Linked DNA regions of Macaca mulatta: region 1 is linked to region 2. A link is a contact called in public Hi-C data. All regions are on one chromosome and are shown on one strand. The core of a region is the stretch at or near the end of the contact, and the rest is flanking DNA. Distances in the headings are between cores, read along the strand shown.

What was found. A called contact is a pair of places that touch in the nucleus more often than the background predicts.
Region 1: a contact with region 2 is called in a Hi-C map of fetal cortex germinal zone, with 2.1 times the contacts expected there. The contact joins the promoter of ELOVL4 here to the promoter of TTK in region 2. A contact is called at or near these places in 2 of 14 Hi-C or Micro-C datasets (fetal cortex germinal zone and fetal cortical plate).

What each region holds. Positions count from the first base shown.
Region 1 is chr4:105,808,328-105,813,392 of T2T-MMU8v2.0, forward strand. It overlaps ELOVL4 (ELOVL fatty acid elongase 4), which reads left to right and starts at 1,847. Exons shown (of 6, transcript NM_001040419.3): 1 at 1,847-2,123. The coding sequence starts at 2,024.
Region 2 is chr4:105,756,323-105,761,333 of T2T-MMU8v2.0, forward strand. It overlaps TTK (TTK protein kinase), which reads right to left and starts at 3,758. Exons shown (of 22, transcript XM_015136820.3): 1 at 3,049-3,758; 2 at 1,794-1,934. The coding sequence starts at 1,932. It also overlaps the pseudogene LOC717175.

The sequences.
Region 1 (5,065 bases), core at 597-3,096, 50 kb after region 2:
GAAGAAAGACCAGGGAAAGCCGTTTTAACAATTTCTCCTTCTATTAAGTATTAATAATATGCTGCGGTTTTGCGTGTGTGAATGGAGGTATGGGTAGAAATATGTTCTCCTTAAACAATCCAGGATTCCACAGTATAGAAATAGTAATCAAATTTTTAAGTGAAGCTCGAACTAATCCGAACTTGGCTAGATCACCACCGTAAATGAATGGATATTTATCTACTCCCTAAACGAAGAGATTTGACTGGATTTCTTTTTTTTATAACTACTAGAATCTGTTACACATAATTTAGGATTGAGGCTTGAGATATTGTCATTCCAATCCAGAAAACTTTAGTTTTGCAAATATATTTCACAAATTAATAAATTACGTTTTATTTGGTTAATTTCAAGAATAGGGCATTTAAAGAAGTCTGTGTTTGCTTTAGTTCTGCAATAAAGTTCCTGCCACTCACAATAATCCTTATTATTCTCTGAAAGACATGTTATATTTTGTCATCATAAATATTTATTAATTATTGTTTATAGCACTGGGTTAGGTACTCATCAAACAACCAAACATAATTCTTACCATCTAGGATGCTTCCAATATAAAATACAGACAATATATAACCAGGTCAATTGGGAAATAGATCATTTCAGTATGATAAAAGATAGCATTCACATTAACAGTGTGAAAGGGCAGGAACAATAAGACACTTGACTCAGTGGTCTTTAAAATGTAGCATCCAAAATGAGCAAGTGGAGAAAAGGTTAAACAAGTAGGTGACACATTTAAATAACAAGTAGATGAAAAGGTTATTGGACTATTCTCAAAAATCTTGTTTTACGTGAGAAACCATCAAATTAGGAATTGCAATTAGTGTATTTTCGTTACTTTTCAAGGGTAGGCTCTCCTATACCTTATCTAAACAATTTTTCAAAATAAACCACAATTACTTTGTTTTCCTCTCTACACTAACTTGCCCTTTGCCTCTTGAGCGATTATCTTTTTTAGATTCACCTCAATTTCTTTAGGTTCCAGCGGACTTCACCTGGCAGGCCCTCTTGGTTCTCCCTCTTCTCTGAACTGCTAATGGCCTAATTTAGCAATTATATTGCTTTGTTCATTCCATGTATAGCAAAAAAGTCTACAGAACACATGCAAGCATTCATTCAATTATATGTTAATTTGTTTATGGGTCGACCCCAAAGTCTATTCTCCATCGCTGAAGCATGGAAGACAAATACCCTTCGCTTCTTCAGAGGCATAACACGTGCACTTCTCTTGTCATGGTGACAGGCATGTGCTGGTGGAGGTCAAAGAAACAGGAACACAAGTGAAATCGAGGTGAGTGTCAGGTAAGGACCAAAGCACCACGCCTACCTCATCCTTGCCCACAGAACACCCATTCTTCCCGTGTCCTGTTTCCCAGGACTTATCCTGGGCGGATAAGAAGTCACCCGTGGGGAGGCGGTGAATGAACTCCTCCGCAGGGGCCCATGCCCGGGAGAGGGGCGGGGAAGGATGATGGGGCCACTCGTGCCGGGAGGGGACAAGGAGGGGCCCAGGTGTCCCGCTCCCGCGCGACCGCGCGCGCCTGCGCAAGCCCGGCTCACGTCGCACCCGTGAGCGCAGCATCCCTAAGCCCGCGAGTCCCATCGCTAGGGAGGGAGGAGGGGCGGCCGGCCCCCCGCCCCCGCGCGCGGCCACGTGACGCCGGCGGAGGAGATTGGAGGGGCGGCGGCGCGAGGCGGCAGACTGGTGCAGCGCGCTGTGCTGGCGGCTGGGCCTCCACCACCACCTCCTCCTTCTCTCGGGAACCTTGACGACGCCTGCTGCTCGGCGCTGCTAGTAGACGCCGCTGCCGCCGCATCCCCGCCACCGCGGCGCCTCGAGGAGGAGGAGAAGACGCAGCCGGGCCGCCGCCGTTAGAGGTGTTCCCTGGCCGCCGCTCGCCCCGTCGGCCGCCACCGCCTCCGGAGTCAGCCCCCTCTCGGGGTCTCCTCTTTCTTTTGCCGCCAGCGCCAGCTCATCGCCGCGATGGGGCTCCTGGACTCGGAGCCGGGTAGTGTCCTAAACGTAGTGTCCACGGCACTCAACGACACGGTGGAGTTCTACCGCTGGACCTGGTCCATCGCAGGTAAAGCCGCTGACTTCTCCATCCTCGCTCGGTCCCCCGCGGGGGTCACCGACCCCTGGTCTCGGAGCGCCCGGGCCGGGCCCCACAGGCCCCCGCGCCCTGTGGCTTTCAGATGCTGCGGATCAGCGGACGGGCCGACGGGGGCATTGCGGTTGAACACTGGTTAATCTGATCCGAATGTTAAGGCCTCCCCTCCCCCGACACTCGCAGATTTTTCCTCTGAGCTGCCTCCATCTCTCATCAGCTCTCGGATGCGGGAGCTGACATATCAGATGGAGCCTGTACAGCCAAGAGCTCCTCGCAGGAGCCGCCCCACCCTCTGCTCCCACATCTCCCGAGCTTGCTTCACAGTTCTTCCCCGTGCACAGGATTCCTTTTAACATTTAGTCCTATTTTGTGTGGAGAGCGGGCTGGGGAGGAGGGAGGGCTTCAGGGGCAGCTGAAGGTACAGGAGGCTTCTTCAGCCCCCTGGTTGCTTTGACACAACCCTGCTAATCTTTTCTTCTATCTAGCTCCTTCATCTATAGTATAATTTGGACTGAAAAGTAAAATAACATTGTTTGGCTCCTTGAACCTTGAAGAATTGTTAGTTTCCGAGGCATTTTCGACAGCAAATATGTTTGAAGTGATTGTCTGTAATGGCTTTGCGCACTGCAGTGCAGTCAGAGGGAGGGGGAGGCCAAAACACCGGGTAAGAAATCAGTCTTTAGGAATGGGGTCTCTACAGCAACACCTAGAGGTTGTCCCAGATGCCTACATATATACAGTTCTTAAATCAGCAAACTTTTCTTTAGCTGTTGCGGTTAATTTGGCAGGGCTGTCAATTGTTTGATTTATGCAGGTTTCCTAGCGCCCAATTGTGATATTGTATTTTTACATTTTACCGGTTATTTCTTCATTTGCTTCGCTGCTTTTGATTTTAAAACATTGAAAAGTTTTTGAAATCTAAAATAAGGTTTAAAGGATTTCAGAAATGATTTTACGATGTGAATTTTTCTGATCCTTTTGCAGTATCACACTGCATCCTATCAGTGAAGGATATTAACGTTCCATCTTATGACTCTGCCTTCCCTACTTCGAAATGAAAATGTATTCCTGTAGTTTTTGTGTTTATTGTTAAATGAGACAGTGGTTTACAGCATAAGTGTAGTCCGATACATAGGGCTTATGTTGTGGGAAAAACGTTTGCTGGAATTATTTTTGTGTGAGACAAAATGATTATTTGACATTAATACTGCATTCACTTCTTCTTTTTCAGAAGATCTCAACTTTGACACTGGGAAATAAGCTATTTAATAATATAAATAAGCTATTTATTTCATTACAGCTGAAAATGGTTAAAATGCAGTTTTCAAAGGAGTGTTTCTCCAAGTTTTTTTTGTTTTTTCTATGTGCTGTTACACTGATGTTACACTGTACCTGCAAAAACTGGTAAAGATGTGCCCTTTCCTTCATGTCTATGATTTCGGTTCTTTAAACATTGCATCAGGGCTTCCCATTACACAATTGTATAGAGCTGAACATCAGCCAAGTTCTTTAGCAGGTAATTGCACTTCGCATACCTTGGAGTTAGACACTGTCGAGATCCTCCAGTCTCCATATAGCCAGAGCCACACCCAGGAGTTCTCAGTCCTGTCATTCCTATCCTATCTCGGAGCTTTCCCATCTCTTGAGTCTCAGAAGGAAAAATCGAGGGCAAAGGTAGAATACACCTTTCTGTGATGGTGAATTCCTTCCTAATGATGTTTGTGTTAAAAAAAACAAACAAACACACACACAAATGAAACAGGACATTTTGTGCAGTTGCCGCATGTGAAAGCTTGCTACTAGGTTTTGAAGGGCATATAGAATAATATAATATTGTGGGCCAAGCCTGAGAAGTGAGAGTAGCCCTAGAACACAAGTGACCTCTCACTAGCAGGCCCAAGGAAGGTGTTTGCTTGTGCTTTGACTATCCACTTACGAAACCTGAGACTGCTTCCTTGCTTTCTGTAATGAGCTACCTTATGTAGGCAGATGGTATTTCTTAACCAACAGAGAGGCTTAGTGGATATAGTCTGTTCTGCTGTACTGCTGTGTAAGGAGGAGTATTTTTGAGGTCCAGGCCGAGTAGACTTGAAGTCTGGTGTCCCATTTACGTTTACTCTCCTTCATTCTGTGCAACTCGTGTTCCCTTTTTTTTTTTTTTTTTTTTTTTGCACTCACTGACTCTGCTCTGATTCCACCTCTCAGCATAATTTGATGAAAATCTGGGTGGGGGATATCAAAGTGGAAAAGTAGCTTATTAGATGAGGTTAAACAAAAGTTGGTGAGTCAGATGTTTGGAAAGAAGGGGAAACAAAAATGGGCGGGAGAGAAAGATGGTCTTGAGAAATAGTGATGAGTGTGGTGAAAGGATGCAAATTATTGAGGGAGAGCAAGAAATGAGGTAGGCTACTTGTCCTTGGCTGCCCTCATTCCTAGTGCTGTAGTTACATGCTTCTTTCATTCTTTTATTAATTCATCAAGTGCCACTTTGTGCTATTATATCAAATGGTGTTTTAAATATCCAAACATATCCAAAACAATGTCTGAAAACTGGGCTTTTCAAAGGCACATGTGTAGCAAATGCAAAATATGGTCCATAATATGTTAACAACAAAAATGTTACTTTTACTATAGTATTAACACTTTGTACATTGGAATTGAAACTTTGAAAGAACTGTACTTTTAGAAAAACAACAAAAATAATTTTTATTTCTCTATATTTATAGACATTTTGAACGAGGAAATTAGCGTTGGTTTATATTAAAGTATAGGCTGGTGTAGGACTTTATACCAGTTGTTAGTAGGTATTCCATGTCATCATGTTAGTTTTTTCCTTCTATTCTTTCACTTCATAAGTACATTTAAATTATTAGGATTGGGGTCCTAGGCTCAAAGTATATATGTAATAAAAGTTG
Region 2 (5,011 bases), core at 2,508-5,007:
ACATAAAACAAATGCCAAATTGCAGTTTTCCTTCAAAATATAGTCAAGCATTTGTACTCACAGTATCAATGTACACAAAGCCCTTGTAATACTTTTTAAAATTATAAAAGTTCATATAAATGTAAGTAACTTATTTATTGTATATTTATCTTTTATCTAGGTATACTTTATCCAAAAGTTACTTATTTTGAAGAAAAGAAAAAATCTGAAAATAAGTGGGATTTTTTGTAAGTAGCCTTTAAAAATTGGATGTAGTTTAAGAAAATTTTATGCTGTTGCAGGATAACTACAATTTTAGCATCCTACCTATCCATAGAAAACTAAATCTCTCCCACCACCACCTGTACTAATTAACTTAGAAAATTCTCCCTTCAATGATTTTTCCATTAAACTTACTGCTCCGGTCCTAATATAATCTTCTTTACAACCTTACTCATTCAACATTATCTCTGTATACCTCATACTTACTTGTAAAACAACCAAACCAGCTTTACAATAAAAAAATAAACAAATGATATAATCATTTTCTTCTCTCCAAGTAACCTGTATTTCTCCTAGAGGCCCTGATAATTTCTTGGTCCAACAAACTCATAGTTACCATGGTGTAGACCTTTGGAATTTATAGGACCTCTAGTGACGGTCAGGTTTCTCTCTGTGGAACCCCAACCAACAGACACAGCAAGAATAATCTTCAGACAAAATTTTCACAGTGTAATGTACTTTTTAGTTTCTTCAGTGTTAGTTTTTTAAAAAGATAACTTGAATGTCAGTCTTCTGTTCAGGATATTTTGGTTATTACTAAGCATTATTAAATTCAGATTTCCAGAGAAGCTATCATTCCTTCTATAAATTTCAGTCACTTTCAACAAAGCCTACACCTTTACTTTTACAAATAAAATTTGTTTCTACTTTCTACTAAAATATAGTGCATGCATAACTTTGCTTTGTCGTTTTAAATTTAATTTGGCCTGACTTTAATTTTCTATTTTTACCTCCTATTGCTTTCCTAAGAAATTAGTCTGTGAAATGTCTAAAACACACATTTTCATCTGTGGCTTTGCAGATACATTCCTCGTGCCTGAGGACCCTATTCTTCCTCTAATCAACAAATAAAACATTTGTGTTTTATCATGCTAGTATTCCTATGATGCCCAGCATGCATTACAGTGTAGCATAGTGAATATATAAATTCTCACCTAGAAAGAAACTATAGTTTCAAGCACCTTTGAATCTTCCTCAATACTTAAAATACTCAATTGCCTTGATGTACAACCTTTGTTAGTGTGACATAATTAAGTACATTTATACTCTATTAAGATTTTGCTTAACACCAAAACTATCATTTTCTAGGTTTTTTTCAAAGTGAACACAGTCAGCCACCATAATTAGATCACAGGTTCTTCCACTTATTTTCAATTTCTCATCTATTTAATGGTTAGTATACATGTAACAAAATTATCCAAAGGTCACCATTCAAATGACCAACCATTTGAAATACAGTAAAGAATCAGGCTTCTGAGCTAATACTTTTAGAAGAGCTAGAGTATTAAACTCTGGGCACCTTCACCCATTAATCATTGTTCAATAAATGCTTAAGTACCTACCTACCATGTGCCAGACACCAAAGTTCTGTGGATATAACAGATAAAAACCCTGCCCTCATGTAGCCTACATTCTAGTGGAGGTGAAAGACAATAAACACATGAGTAAATTATAAAGTGATTAGTACTACTTCTTTACCTTAGAGGACACCCAACAAACAGTTAATAACTTAAAAGAAAAGAAAAACTCACCTGTAGTATCAGCAGAAATTTTATTCAAGCTTAGTTCATCAGTAAGGTCTTCATTTTTAAACTTATTTTTAATGTCTCTCACTTTGTTCATTATGGAATCAATTGTCAATTCTCTGCCACTTAAATCCTCGGACTCCATTTCTAAGAAAAAAACTGAACTAGTCATAATTCCTATTTAGCATCAAAGAAAAAAAATGTGCTAGCTTTTTAGAACCCAGACGACTAAAGCATTCGTTTTGTGAACACATCTAAACGCAGCTATTACTAGGCTAGTATTAATGGAGCTAAGTGCACAACAACAAGGTACACATCTTTGTAATTTATTCAGCAAGGTTTCATAGGCCAAGTACACTTTTCCCCCCAATATAACATCAATGACGTCATACTCTAGAAATCTGCAAATTTAGTGTCACTTAAAAAATATGATGGAGTGTTTGCTTGGATTCTGGAAGCTACATACACATAAAGATTGCTTGGATTCTGGTAGTGACACAGGCAAAGAATTTGGCAACGAGAATAACAATTCTTTTATTCGCCTGCTTTACGTGAGTAAATCTGTACAGTGCAAGTGCTTTCAAAGCAAAATATGAATATGATGGGGCTTTACTGATAATTAAGAAATCCACAGGTTTATTCTTGTGCATATCTAGCAGAATCATGATTTGCTACCTTAATCCAACACTAAGAAACTACTGTACTGGTACTGAGCACTTGCTTATCTGCATGGTGGTGGTGTTTGTTCAATAAAGTGTCTGCAGTCTTACTGTTAATCGTATCTTTGTGCCTCTCAAACACCAACTCAGTGTGACTGATAACAATGCTGCCCCGTCTTCGGATTTAACAATGAAGAAGTCATAAAGTTGCAGCAAGGTATCACTCCACCTTTTAAGAGAGGTTTGAAAGGTAACTGTCAGATCACGGCCACCCCTTTCTTTCCCAGTTCCAACCCGCAAAACAAGAGAGATCGTCCTTGGAAAACGATCTTGTGCGCAGGTACCCCACCACCCCTTCTTTCCAGCGTGGGCCACACCCACTTCTTACTTCCTCAACAAAACCTCCAGCATCACCCCACCGGCCAGACGCGCTGAGGCACCGAGCCTCCCCTCCCCCTCCAGCTTGTTTAGCCGCGTCGCATATCCAGCTGCAAGCTGCCCCCACCTCGCCCCACCCCTCACCGACCGGCGTTGACAATGAGCCCCTACACCGGCTGCGGCCGTTCCTCAGTACGCCGGTGCGCCGGTGGGTGAGAACTTACCTACTGGAAGCGGCGCTGAAGAAATGAAAAGATGGAACCTAAACTCCTTTCCGCAAACACGTTTGAATTTCCCCGTCGCTATCTCCACGGTCTCCAGTTGGTCAATGCTAGCCACGTAGAAGCGTCTGTCGTGATTGGTTCGTGTGCGACGGGGCCGCCCCTCCCCCTGCGTCGGGCGAGGCCCGCCCCGGAAGAGCCCGCGGCGGCGTTCGCACCCGTGAGGTTCCTGGGTTGGTAGGGTGCTGGCACTTTGCAGGCGTTCTCCGGGCGCCAGTGGGTGGGCTTTCTTGCTCTTTCCAGTTTAACCAGGCCGAATTTCTGCCTGGGAGGTAGCCACTCCCGGGCAAACCTACCTGGTGAGAGGAATATAGGGGCGGGGACGGCTGCTCCCAGCATCCGGACCTAAAAGATGCACCTTGGGCCGGCTCTTTACTGACCTCACCGCCACCCTTCTCCTTCGTTCCACGCGGTACTCACAGCCTGGCTTAGAGAGGATGTGGCAAGAAAGGATCTTTTAACTGGGCTACGTTCAGCCCTGCCGCCAGCTCAAGAATTTCAATGCTTTTTATCCTTAAGCTTCCGCTTATGCCCTTCCATTATCCTTAAATGACTCCTTGCGTTATCTTCAAGCCAGGACCATCCCCCTTGTCAAAATTCTGCGCAGAACTCAAGCGCCCATCATGATTGCCCTGCCTGAACTCGCCTTATCAGCCCCCCTCCCTCCGAGCCTGCCCCACTTAAGGGCTCAGGTGTCCTCAGGGGTAAAAACATCTCCCTAGTAATCTTCGCGGGTGCGAGGCTCTGCTGCTAAGTGGCTTTGTGGTCCAGGGCAACAGTTACTCCTCGTCTGCAAAACTAAAAGGGATGTGTCTGTTGTGCCAGCATTATGACATATGTTCGGTGGTAGGACGGGTTGGTTTTGTGTATGTATAGGAAACTAACTGCAGCTGTCACTTGTTAACTCTAAAGCTGTCCTTAGAACCCTCACATTCCCAGCTCTGGATAGTCACCCAGTCAGCATGAGAGCCCTTCTCAATCACTTAATGCATCTTTCTGTGTCAGCTAGCTGGTATTTCTGCTTCAGCAGAGCAGAAATGACTTGCTATACCATGGTTGGCTAATCACTTACCTTTGCACCATTGCATCTAATGCTGCTTTTGCCTGGTAAGAGTTTATTATTCTTTCAATTCTCGTTGATCTGTTTGCGGCCTGATCTCAAAGCTTGCATTTTCCTGAAAATACTGTTGCTGGGCGACCTCACCCTAACACTTCTTTCTGTACTCTCGTTTGGTAGTCTCCTTCAGTCTTCTATCTTTAAATACCATCTATATGTTGATGGCTCCCAAATGTTTATCACCAGCTGAGCTCTCCTCAACTCCATACTCAGATATCCACTGCCTACTTATTATCTTCACTTACATGTCTCATACGCATCTTGAACTCAAAATGTCCAAAACCAAGCCCCTGATATTCCTACCCAAACATGTTTTTTACAAAATCTAAAAAGACAAATTCATTATCCTAAATTTTTTAGCCCCAAAACCTTTGTGTCATCCAGATCCCTTATCTAATTCATAAGCAGATTGAGTCAGGGCTAGCACAAGAGATTCCTGGACTCCTACCAGTTCTCCCCACCTCCACTGCCACCACTTTAGTCCAAGGCACCTTCATCACTTACCTGATGTTACATGCAGTAGCCTCCTGGCTGGTCTCCCTGCTTCTGCCCTTGCCTCACCTCAATTTATTCTCTGACATAGCAAAGTCATCTTAAATCAGATTATGTCACTACTTTGCTCAAAACCCTTCAGTGCTCCCTTTCTAGCTCGGAATAAAACCAAAAGTCCTTATGATGGTCAGTGACTGTTGAGCACTTGAATATGTCTAGTGCAACTGGGAACTGAATTTTTAAATTAATTAACCTTAATTGATTAAATTTAGATTTAAATTTGAAAACTGATATCTA